Linked DNA regions of Sus scrofa: all the other regions are linked to region 2. Evidence: chromatin contacts called from public HiChIP or PLAC-seq and promoter capture Hi-C data. All regions are on one chromosome and are shown on one strand. The core of a region is the stretch at or near the end of the contact, and the rest is flanking DNA. Distances in the headings are between cores, read along the strand shown. Region 1 holds the start of PPM1D (protein phosphatase 1D). Region 2 holds the start of MYO19 (unconventional myosin-XIX). Region 3 holds the start of ACACA (acetyl-CoA carboxylase alpha).

Evidence for each region. Promoter capture Hi-C pulls out the DNA fragments that hold promoters and counts their contacts. HiChIP or PLAC-seq counts read pairs in DNA pulled down with a chosen protein or histone mark.
Region 1: a contact with region 2 is called in a promoter capture Hi-C map of liver, with 2.5 times the contacts expected there. The contact joins the promoter of PPM1D here to the promoter of MYO19 in region 2. A contact is called at or near these places in 2 of 5 promoter capture datasets (fetal liver and liver) and 1 of 2 datasets of contacts at active chromatin or transcription factors (alveolar macrophages).
Region 3: a contact with region 2 is called in an H3K27ac HiChIP or PLAC-seq map of alveolar macrophages, with 8 times the contacts expected there. The contact joins the promoter of ACACA here to the promoter of MYO19 in region 2. A contact is called at or near these places in 1 of 5 promoter capture datasets (liver) and 1 of 2 datasets of contacts at active chromatin or transcription factors (alveolar macrophages).

What each region holds. Positions count from the first base shown.
Region 1 is chr12:37,534,426-37,538,100 of Sscrofa11.1, forward strand. PPM1D (protein phosphatase 1D) reads right to left here and starts at 1,734. Exons shown (of 6, transcript XM_005669013.3): 1 at 1,042-1,734. The coding sequence starts at 1,513.
Region 2 is chr12:38,072,308-38,075,565 of Sscrofa11.1, forward strand. MYO19 (unconventional myosin-XIX) reads right to left here and starts at 1,661. Exons shown (of 26, transcript XM_021067311.1): 1 at 1,379-1,661. GGNBP2 (gametogenetin-binding protein 2) reads left to right here and starts at 1,726. Exons shown (of 13, transcript XM_005669028.3): 1 at 1,726-2,625. The coding sequence starts at 2,533.
Region 3 is chr12:38,799,146-38,802,623 of Sscrofa11.1, forward strand. It overlaps ACACA (acetyl-CoA carboxylase alpha), which reads right to left and starts at 1,280. Exons shown (of 55, transcript NM_001114269.1): 1 at 1,247-1,280.

The sequences.
Region 1 (3,675 bases), core at 484-2,983, 540 kb before region 2:
CAAGAGGATTTTTTTTAATGACACACAGTATCATTTTTTCCTCTAAAAAATAATTTATGCCATTCATTCACAGCAATGGGTAAGCAACTATAACTCAACTTATGTTAGGTACAGAAACAATGGCTGCTTTAGAAAACATTTAAGGCTTAGATGAAACTGCAACTAAACCAAACTTTTAGAAATTAAGGTCTCTAATTCCTTTTAGCATATCAGCAATTCCTTATCTCTTGCTACTTTGACGAGCAGCTACAATTTAGCTACAAAGAACTTTTAACTAGGAACTGCTGAGAACTATCTGACAGCAATTAGCTAATAGCAACTTCAGCAAAAAAAAAAAAAAAGTGCACTTTAAAAAAGCCCTAGCTGAATTTAACACGTATTCTTAACGTAGGATCAATTTAGGCGGTAAGAATGCATTCGGCGCTGGTTTTCATGAGCAGTACAAGCATAAAGATCCTAGAAACACTTGATGACCACCACACACACGAAATTCCTTCCAAGCCTTTAGGTCGCCGGATAACTTGTTAGCCTAACAGTTTACTCTAACTACCAGCCACCAGGGGTCAATTTTGGAGGACTGACACCGCCCGTAGGAGACAACCGAGTCTTTCAAAAGCAAAATTGTGACAAATTCGAAGGAAACGCTCTAATTTTTGCCATCTCCCGCTTCCTTTGCGTGTTTCAGGCAGCACCGTGTCTTCAATGAATCTTTTGGCCAAATCTGGCGCCAGGTTTCAAACATGTTTTCGCTGGCCGCCACCAAAGTGAAATCGCGAAGGGAGAGGACCGCTCCCCCACTGATCCTTGGCGGGGATGGGGGGTGTAAATAAAACGTGGAGCGTTTGCACAGAGACAGTAATCCTGTCCTGCCCAAAGCTACTTTGTTTGCCCGGACCTCCACCTAGAAGAGTCTTCACTCCCACCGATGGACACTGAGAGCGCTCTCGTTGTGGGGACCTGCAGTGCTGCAGCTACGGCCCCCAACCTGGCGCTACAGTCTCCTGAAAAAGAGGCGGGCGCCAAATAAGCCGGGGAACTTACCCAATTTCTTCCACATGGCGAGGTGACAAGCAAGGAAGCCCTTGCGGATGGCAGCGCACACCTTCGCCGGCTCGGACGAGGTGAAGCCCTTCTGTTTTTTGATGAAACCCCACAAGTGCTCCCGGGCAAACTGTGCCGCCTCCCGCCCGCCGTGCCCGTCGCACACGGCGAAAAAGGCCACCGAGGAACGGCGGCGGCAGCAGCGGCCGGGAGCTGGCGAGGCCCCGGCGTCCGGCGGAGCGTCGCGAGCTTCTCGGGCTGCCACCGCTGGGCCTTTCCCCGAGACTTCGCCTCCAGGAAGGGCCGGCGGTGTCCGCTGCGGGGGCGACGGCTGAGAAAGCGACCGCCGCGGCGAGGGCTTTTCTTCAGTTGTCGGCTCGGGCTCCACCACGATCTGAGTAACGTCCTCCATGTACTTCCTCCCGCCCTGGTCGGAGAAGACGCTCACTCCCAGTGAGTACAGCCCCGCCATGGCCGGCTGGCCGAGATCCCGCCGGTCCCACGCAGCCCGCCGAGCGGCGGGAGACACTCGGCGCTAGCCGGCCAACTATTGTTTATCTTCGACGACGCCGAGAAGGGGGAGGGGGCGGTCCCGGAGGTGGGGGGGCGCGATGTCGGGACTTGTCCGCGAGAGCTGGGCCGGAGCGCCCGGGCAAGCGGAGCCTAGCAGCTGCGCCTGCGCAATGCGCCTCCCCCGCCTGCCCGCGCCCACCACACAAATCGGACGTTCTCCCCGGCTGACGTCACTCGGCTCTCTGGGGCCGACCAATCCGGAGTCGAGTTGGGGGCGAACACGCCCTCCGCCCCTCCCTTCTCCCTACAACGGCCGCACTCCCTCCTCCCTGCGCGGGCGCGAAGCCAGCGCGCTACCCGGCTGGCTTTCGCTTTGCAGTGGGCGGTTTCGTCCTCCGGCTTTTCGGCGGGTGCTAAACGCTTATCTAGCGCCTTCTCTGTCACCTTTTTGCTCCGTCCCCGCGGTCGAATTGCAGCCTGCTGCCCAGGGCGTTGCGTTGCTTGCCTGGTGGGAAAAGCCGTGTAGGCTCGGGCCTCGCACGAGTGTGAAGAATCTAGAGAGAAAAACCTTCCATTTCTTGAAGTGGCGGGAAACCTCAGTTTGGAAGGTGGTTTGTGAATAGGCTGGGAAAAGCGTGGCACTGTCGAACTGGACTTGGGTGGGATGGATCCGACTGGGAGTTGTGAAAGGAAATCCACTTTGTGTTAAGAAAACACGGGAAATTTCCACCATTGGCTGCACGGTCTCGTTTCACATAAACTAGGTATGTCGGACACTTAAACGGCTTATGTTTTAAGTTCTTTTCAGCTTTTGCTAAAAGTAGTACTTTCCCCGATGAGCCCTGGATGCAGCATTTTAGTCCTTCGGCGGAATCACTTGAACAGACCACTTGAAAATAGGTTACAAAAACTGCCCAGCGCTCGAGTGCTCCAAGACCTTGGTTATCGTCTCTCCTCTTCTCCCATGGGTTGCAATCTAAGCCCTAAAACCTTTGCCCGGATTTCGACGGCATTAAAATAAGCCTCAGAGTTGGCAGGTCAGTTTGTTATCAACAGCAAATGTTCCTGTGAGTCAAATTAAAGTTCACTTTTTCAGTTTTCGGCCACTTCACCATCACCTCTCCTGTGTGCCCCTTCCTGTACAGCCTTAGAAATTTCCAAATGAAATGCTCCTGGTACTGAACTGGGAATAGGGAAAAAAACTGCTCTCTCTCTTTTTTTTTTTTTTTGTCTTTTTGCTATTTCTTGGGCCGCTCCCACGGCATATGGAGGTTCCCAGGCTAGGGGTCTAATCGGAGCCGTAGCCACCAGCCTACGCCAGAGCCACAGCAACGCAGGATCTGAGCCGCGTCTACAACCTACACCACAGCTCACGCAAGGCCAGATCGTTAACCCAATGAGCAAGGGCAGGGACCGAACCTGCAACCTCATGGTTCCTAGTCAGATTCGTTAACCACTGCGCCAGGAGGGGAACTCCATGCTCATTTTTTTGACATCTGGCACAAGAAATACAACTAGAAAAAAAATCCTCCCAATAAAAGAAGTAAAATCACCCCGAAATGGAGAAAATCTGAATAGATCCATTAAATTAAAAATGTAATCAAAGATAAGCCCTATGTTAAAATGCACCAGACCAGATGGTTCCAGAGTGTAAAAACACTTGGAAAAAATCCCAGCTTGTTTTGAAAGGTGATCATAATCCTGTTATCAAAACCTAGTAATTATAACACTAGAAGGAAATCTATAGACAACATTTTATACTAAATGCAAAAAAAGGTGAAATATTAGCAATTCTAATCCAATAATCTCCATAACACAAGACCTGCCAAAAAGAACAGTTTATGTAGCTCTATATTATTCCTCTTAAATAGTTTACCCAACTTCCCTTCCCCTTGTAGAGATTACAAAGGGATCATTACTTCATTCTCTATAATCCTTTTCCCTCAGTCACAATCAGTAGCCTCAGGGTCATCCATCATTACCCTGATTAGCATCTCCATGCTACTCTCTTGATTCAGTACCCTGCTCTTCACCAGTCATCCTAACCATTTCTCTCCACCCTTTAGGTTTCAACATCTGTTATCAGCCATTTCCTCTTTGTTTTTCACTCTTCTCTAAATG
Region 2 (3,258 bases), core at 411-2,910:
TTGAACTTTTTTTTTTTTTTGTCTTTTTGCTATTTCTTGGGCCACTCCCACGGCATATGGAGGTTCCCAGGCTAGGGGTCTAATCGGAGCTGTAGCCACCAGCCTATGCCAGAGCCACAGCAACGCAGGATCTGAGCCGCGTCTGCAACCTACACAGCTCACGGCAACGCCGGATCGTTAACCCACTGAGCAAGGCCAGGGACCGAACCCGCAACCTCATGGTTCCTAGTCGGATTCGTTAACCACTGGGCCACAACGGGAACTCCTTGAACTTGTCATTTTTAATGTCCTTTACTGACCATAATCCAAAGGAAGTTTATAAGGTATAAAGTAGGTATATTCCTTGATATAGTCTTTATAGGAGCACCTTCAGAGCTTTAAAGCACAGTATTCTTTTTTTTTTTTGTTAAGAGTGTTTTTACATAAAACAAAAGATTCTCTAAAAATGCCCAGGTTCTGGCTATGTAGTCTAATCTGTCAGAACCTACATGCACATCCTGTCTGCATATCCTGAATTTAAGCGAAGGATCACACACTGTTGTGCTCTCCATTAGAGCCAAAGACATAAATACTTACTGGATAATCATACCTTTGGGACTGAACAATGGTTCTTCCAGTTTATTATGTCACCTACCCTAATAGTGACCACACAATGTCATAAGTCAACATAGCTAAGGATGCACTGTGGGGTTTTTTGTTGTGAATGTCTAAGATTTCACGTGATAACCAAAATACTTTTTAAAGGTCAGTATCACAGCTCTAGCCTATTCTAACAGGAGATACAGATGTCACCAGAATTAGTTAGTTGCAAATGGACTGATCCTTAAAATCGTCAAAGCTTTCATAGGCTAAATACTTTCCAACAATTTTGGTTTTACAAACAGGTCTTCAAAGCCTTAAAGGTAGGAACTGAGTACATGGTGGAATGATGTATACATGACTTTGTCCTGACAGCAGCTCTCCTTCTCAGAAGAGGGTCAGAGGGAAAGGCCTTTGGCCAGTACCAGTACTTTGCCCAAGGGAACCGGTGTCCTGACTGAGTCTTTAAGTTAATATTAACCCAGCTCAAGAAGTTTCTCTGCCCGGGACGTATACACAAGCCATAGTCTTCTATTCGCCTCCATTGTTATCAACAACAAAAAACTGTCAGCACTTAAATATTTTTGCCCCCCCCCTCCCTCCGGCGATATCTGGACTCAAGTCTGGGAAGCAGCGACGCGGCTGGCTCCTGGTGAATCGGGGGTCACGGAAAGCGGCGTCAAGGACTTAGAAACCAGCCCAGAATTTGTCTCTTAGCCCCCGGATGCTCGTCTCCCCTTCCCGCACTCCCGTCTTCTGCTCTCAGTGCCCTGGAAAGTCTCAGCTCCTCTCCACTTACCCAAGTCCTCACTGGGCCCCGACCCTCGGGTCGGCCCTGAGTCATCTCGGCTCCGCTCCCTTCGCCCCTCGGCTCTCGGGAGAGCGGTTCCTAGGCCCGCGCAGTGGGGGACCTACTCACTCCTCCTAGCAGCCCTATTTCGGATTTATGTGAGTAGCTAGACGAGGAGGAGGGTGCAGGTCACGCATCGGAGACACCCCCCAGGGGAACACCCCACCCCCTCCATCAGGGTTTCGAAAGAGGGGACCAAAGAGCAGCCTTCTGGAGTCTCGGAGTCTCGCGAGAGGAGGCGGGGCCCCCGCCCGGCGCTCTCGGCCCCTCCCTGCCCCACCCTCCCCAAGTCCCCCGCCCTCCCTCCCCCACTACCCGTGGCGCGAGCGGCTGACTGAGCCTGGAGAGGAAACGGCATTCGGAGCCGCGCTCCCGCCCAGGCCGGCCCTGACGCGGGCCTCGTCAGCCGGTAACGGGGAGCCGAGGTGGGGGTCAGGGAGGCGACCACGAAAACGGTGAAGGTCAGAACCGTGAGACCACCTCCAAGAAGTGTGAGGAAAGGGTCTGAGACTCCCACCACGGACTCCGCAGAGCTGAGGCGGGGTCGACCCCTCCCAGGGGCGGGGTCGCGCTGGGCAACTGCAGCCCAGGGGACTGACTGGGCGGGGCGCGCCCTTAAAGGGGGAGAAGGGGTCAGCTGAGGGCTCCCGGACAGTGGGCGGTGGGCAGCGGGCTGCGGGCATTGGACCGGAGGTCGGGAGTTGGGTCCTAGAACCGGGACTCCGCTGACGATCTGGGGAAGCCCCGGGGCCGGCAGGTCCCTTCCGCCTCTCCTTTGGACCCAGACTGGAGGCCGGCGGTGTGGGGGGTGGGGAGGGACAGCGGCGCGAGGGGGCGGGTCCCAGCGCTGCTCCGCGCTGATTGGCTGAGCGCGTGTGGAATCGGGTGATGGGAAACGCAGCCCAGCTCTCCTGTCCCCTCCTGCTCTTCTCCCTCCCCCCCGTGGCGAATGTGCTGCGCGGCGGCGGGTGCTTACGCTCGCGGGGTTTGGCTGTTGCAGGCAGGAGCAGGGAGGAGGCGGCAGCGGCAGCGGCAGGAGCGGCGGCGGCGGCAGCAGCAGCTGGGAGGAGGTGGTGACGGTGGCAACGGCAGCGTCGGGGACGATGGCGCGACTGGTGGCAGTGTGCAGGGACGGGGAGGAGGAGTTCCCCTTCGAGAGAAGGCAGATTCCCCTCTACATAGACGACACCCTCACGGTGAGCGGGCCGGGCCGGGCCGGGCTCGCCGCTCCCCTGGCAGCTGTTTCCCCTCCTCCCCCTCCCCCAGGCCGAGCGCTGCGCACTGGAGAAAGAGTGTGTTGCAACTCCTAGGCGAGGCCTTCTCTCCGGCAGGCCCCACAAACTCGCCTTTGCAGTGGGTCGTACGGTAACCTCTGCGGGCCTCCAGGCTGTAGCTCCGTACGCACTTTGGGCCCCTCTCCCCGGATCTTGCTTCTTTCGGCCTTCTTCCTTCACCTTGTCCTTTTAGGGGACGGTGCTTTTGCTAAAGCACACCCCTCGGAAGGGGGTTGAAGGATCTTGGGCGTTTAGGGCCTATCCCTTACAGAAACCACCTACCCTCGGGGAGGCTTAATTATCTGGAAATGTCGCAGCTGCACTGCTACCTATATATTTCCCATCTTAATACTACAGCTCTCACTCCATAAGCATAATTACTGAGGGCAGAGTGACATGCTCTTGCACAGTAGAGATGCCACTAAAATGCTCTGATTTGTTATAAAAAGTCTCATATGCCTAGTACATTAAAACACTTATTGCTAGGCCATGACTCTTCAAAATGGGCTTTCTTGGCATTTTTCTGTACTTTACAGGTAGCACCCCCCCTTTTAT
Region 3 (3,478 bases), core at 30-2,529, 730 kb after region 2:
GGAATAATAAGTTTCTTAAAAAAAATTTTAATGTCTCCCAATTTCATAATCCGGCTCACTTCCAGAACCTTCAAAGAAAACCAAATAATTTAAAAAGAGGAAAAAAGGAGAGAGAGGGTGAAAGGGAAAAGTTCTAGCAGATTGACCACTCTAACGAACCCCAAAAGGTACACCAGTAAAAAGGCTACTTCTTTCACATTTAGAGCAGTGAACAGTCAAGCTTAAAAATCACAGGTTAAGAAGTCCCGCTGTGGCACATGGGTTAAGAATCCAACTGCAGTGGCTCAGGTCACTGCATTGGTATGCATTCAATCCCTGGCCCAGGAATTTCCATACGCCACAGGTGTGGCCACAAAAAAAAAAAAAAAAAAAAAAAATCCAAATGCCATCTCAACTAACACAGAATAGCTGGCTTTTTTTTTTTTTTTTTTTTTTTTTTTTTTTGCTTTTTTAGGGCTGCACCCTTAGCATATGGAGGTTCCCAGGCTAGGGGTTGAATAACAGCTGTAGCCGCCGGCCTACGCCACAGCATGTGGCAACGCCAGACCCTTAACCCAATGATCGAGGCCAGGAATGGAACCTGCAACCCCATGGTTCCTAGTTGGGTTTGTTTCTGCTGTGCCACAGTGGGAACTCCTACTGCTGGCTTCTTCACAAGAGAAATAAGGCATCTGAGGCAGCTAATAACCTGACCAAAATTAGATAACTACATACAAAAATAAATCTCACTGAGAAAAGAGCAATTCTCTGATTCCACAGAAGAAAAAAGAAAGGATTAACAAATAAATGAAAGGCTCCAGAAGGTCAACTTCAAATTGTTCCTTCCTTGCTAAGAACGAGAAGGCAGCCATCCCCTTCCAAAGACTGAGAGCAGCTCTGGGTCAACAACTAAAGAGCCTGTCCACCAACTGGCAACTCTCCTGAGTGGCACTCTCGGGCACTAGCCTATAAACCACAGAAAAGACAGGTCTCGTATGGAAAATCACTGAGTAGCTGCCCAGATACTCTAGAAGCTACTGTGCGGCCCGTCCCATTTCCACCGATTCCAGCCCCAAATTGAGAAGAGCTGATGGAATACTACCCCTGCCAGACTCATTCACTTCAGGTCACCCCCCGACCCCAGTCTGCCTATATTCTTCTGTGCAAGGTGCCTTTCAACATAAAAGCCTACAGTTTAATATTTTAGCAACAAACATAAAATTTGTAATCACACTGTAAACATGAAGGAGCATTATTTGTAACTGACCTCTTATAATTCTTATTGTCTGAGCAGATATCCACCTCCAAAAAGAACTAAAGAGAGAGAGAGAGAGAGAGAGAGAGATTTGAAGGTTTTTTTTTTCGTTAGAAACTCAAATTTTATCAATTCCTGTTTCATTATAGTATAAAACTAATACTCAAAGTATCATTTTTCTGGTCAAATACACTATTTAACTTGAAGTATAAAGTTCAGTTGTTTGTCATTTGCTTAAATCTGTAAACCAAAAGCATTACACACTCAAAAACTTCATTATTCATGAAAAGTATTAAAAACAATAAAAAGTGTTAAAACAATAACCCAAGCTAACCATTTTACAAGGTACTTTTTCCAACTATGTACACATTTCAACCCTATGATTTCCAATATTCCATCAAAAAGGAGGCAGTGGAAAGAAGAGAACCACTAGATTCTCTACAATTCAAGTTATGATTATGTTGCCAAATATTTGTACCCACCCACAAAGGCTGGGAGCCAGGGAAAGAACAGGTCTCTCATTATTAAGTCCCTAAACTCTAGGGACCAAGGAGTCTCTAGCTATTCCCCAAATCCTGGGTGTCCGTCTATGCCCAACAATTTTTTTTTTTTTGTCTTTTTGCCATTTCTTGGGCCACCCTCATGGCATATGGAGGTTCCCAGACTAGGGGTCTAATCAGAGCTGTAGCTGCCAGCCTACACCACAGCCACAGCAACGTGGGACCCGAGCCACATCTGCAACCTACACCACAGCTCACGGCAATGTCGGATCTGTTAATCCACTGAGCAAGGTCAGGGATTGAACCTGCAGCCTAGCCTCATGGTTCCTAGTTGGATTCGTTCACCACTGCGCCACGAAGGGAACTCCTATGCCCAACAATTTTAATGTATCCAGGGTAGAAATTTTCAACTTTGACTACATATAACAATTACCTGTGGAGCTTTTTTAAAAAGAGATGAATGGAGGGAGTTCCCATTGTGGCTCAATGGGTTATGAACCCAGCCCATGAGTATCCATGAGGATGAGGGTTTGATCCCTGTAGCTCCGATTAGACCCCTAGCCTGGGAACTTCCACATGCCGCGGGTGCAACCCTAAAAAGAAAAAAAAAAAAAAAAAAAAAAAAACCTTAAAAATTATTTAAAAAACAAAAACAGGAGTTCCCATTGTGGTTCAGTGATTAATGAACCCAACTAGTACCCATGAGGATGTGGGTTCAATCCCTGGCCTCACTCAGTGGGTAAAGGATCCAGTGTTGCCATGAGCTGTGGTGTAGGTCAAAGACTCGGCTCAGATCCCTCGTAGCTATGGCTGCAGTGTAGGCCGGTGGCTACAGCTCTGCCTGGACCCCTAGCCTGGAACCTCCATATGTCGCAGGTACGGCCCTAAAAAGACAAAAAATAAAAATAAAAAACAAAAACACACAAAAAATGTGTACGTCTAAGCTCCATTCCAGATCTGCTGAATCAGAATCCCTGCCGGAGACCCAGAGATCTGAATATTAAGTTCCACAACTAATGGACCTCTTCTAAATCCAGGCTTGAAAACCACTGGTCCAGGGTAGTGAAGAAAAAAGAAGAAAAGATCCTCTTTAAACAGATAGGGAAATCCAGAACTTCTAAGGGAGGACCCCAAACGGGACTGGGGACAGCATACGGATGCCAGGTGACAAATTAGCATTTACCCAATGTGTAGTCTGAGCTAGTATTATTCCCTACAATTGCAGCACAGAAGGGAGTGAGAAAAGAGAAGGTAAGCAGTTTGAATGGGATGCAACCAAAGGTTCCAGGGGAGGTGGAGTCAAAAGCTAGGACCAAGATCACACTCTGACTCAGCTAAGTACTGGCGGTGCAAACTTGAACAAGTCACTTAACATCTCTGAGTCACCTCATCCTAAGTACCGCATGGGACTGCTGTAAGGACTAAGAGGGTAGGAAAGGATTTTGTATGCTACGATGCACTAGCACCAGGGTTTTTCAAACTATGGGTTACCAACAAGCAGAATACTAAGAAATTTTTTTAGTGGGGGTTACAACCAACATTTTAAAAATTAAACAGAATAGAAAATATCAAGAAGTATACCATAGAGGATATTGTTTTGTAATTTTTTCTATCAATTATATATGTCATGATGTCAACATCTTATTGTAAGTTGTGTCCAAAAAGTTAGTTTTTAAAGCCACAATTAATTCTCACTTTCCTGCCCATTCTACTTTATGCTCACAAGCAAGCACAGTGGGTTAAG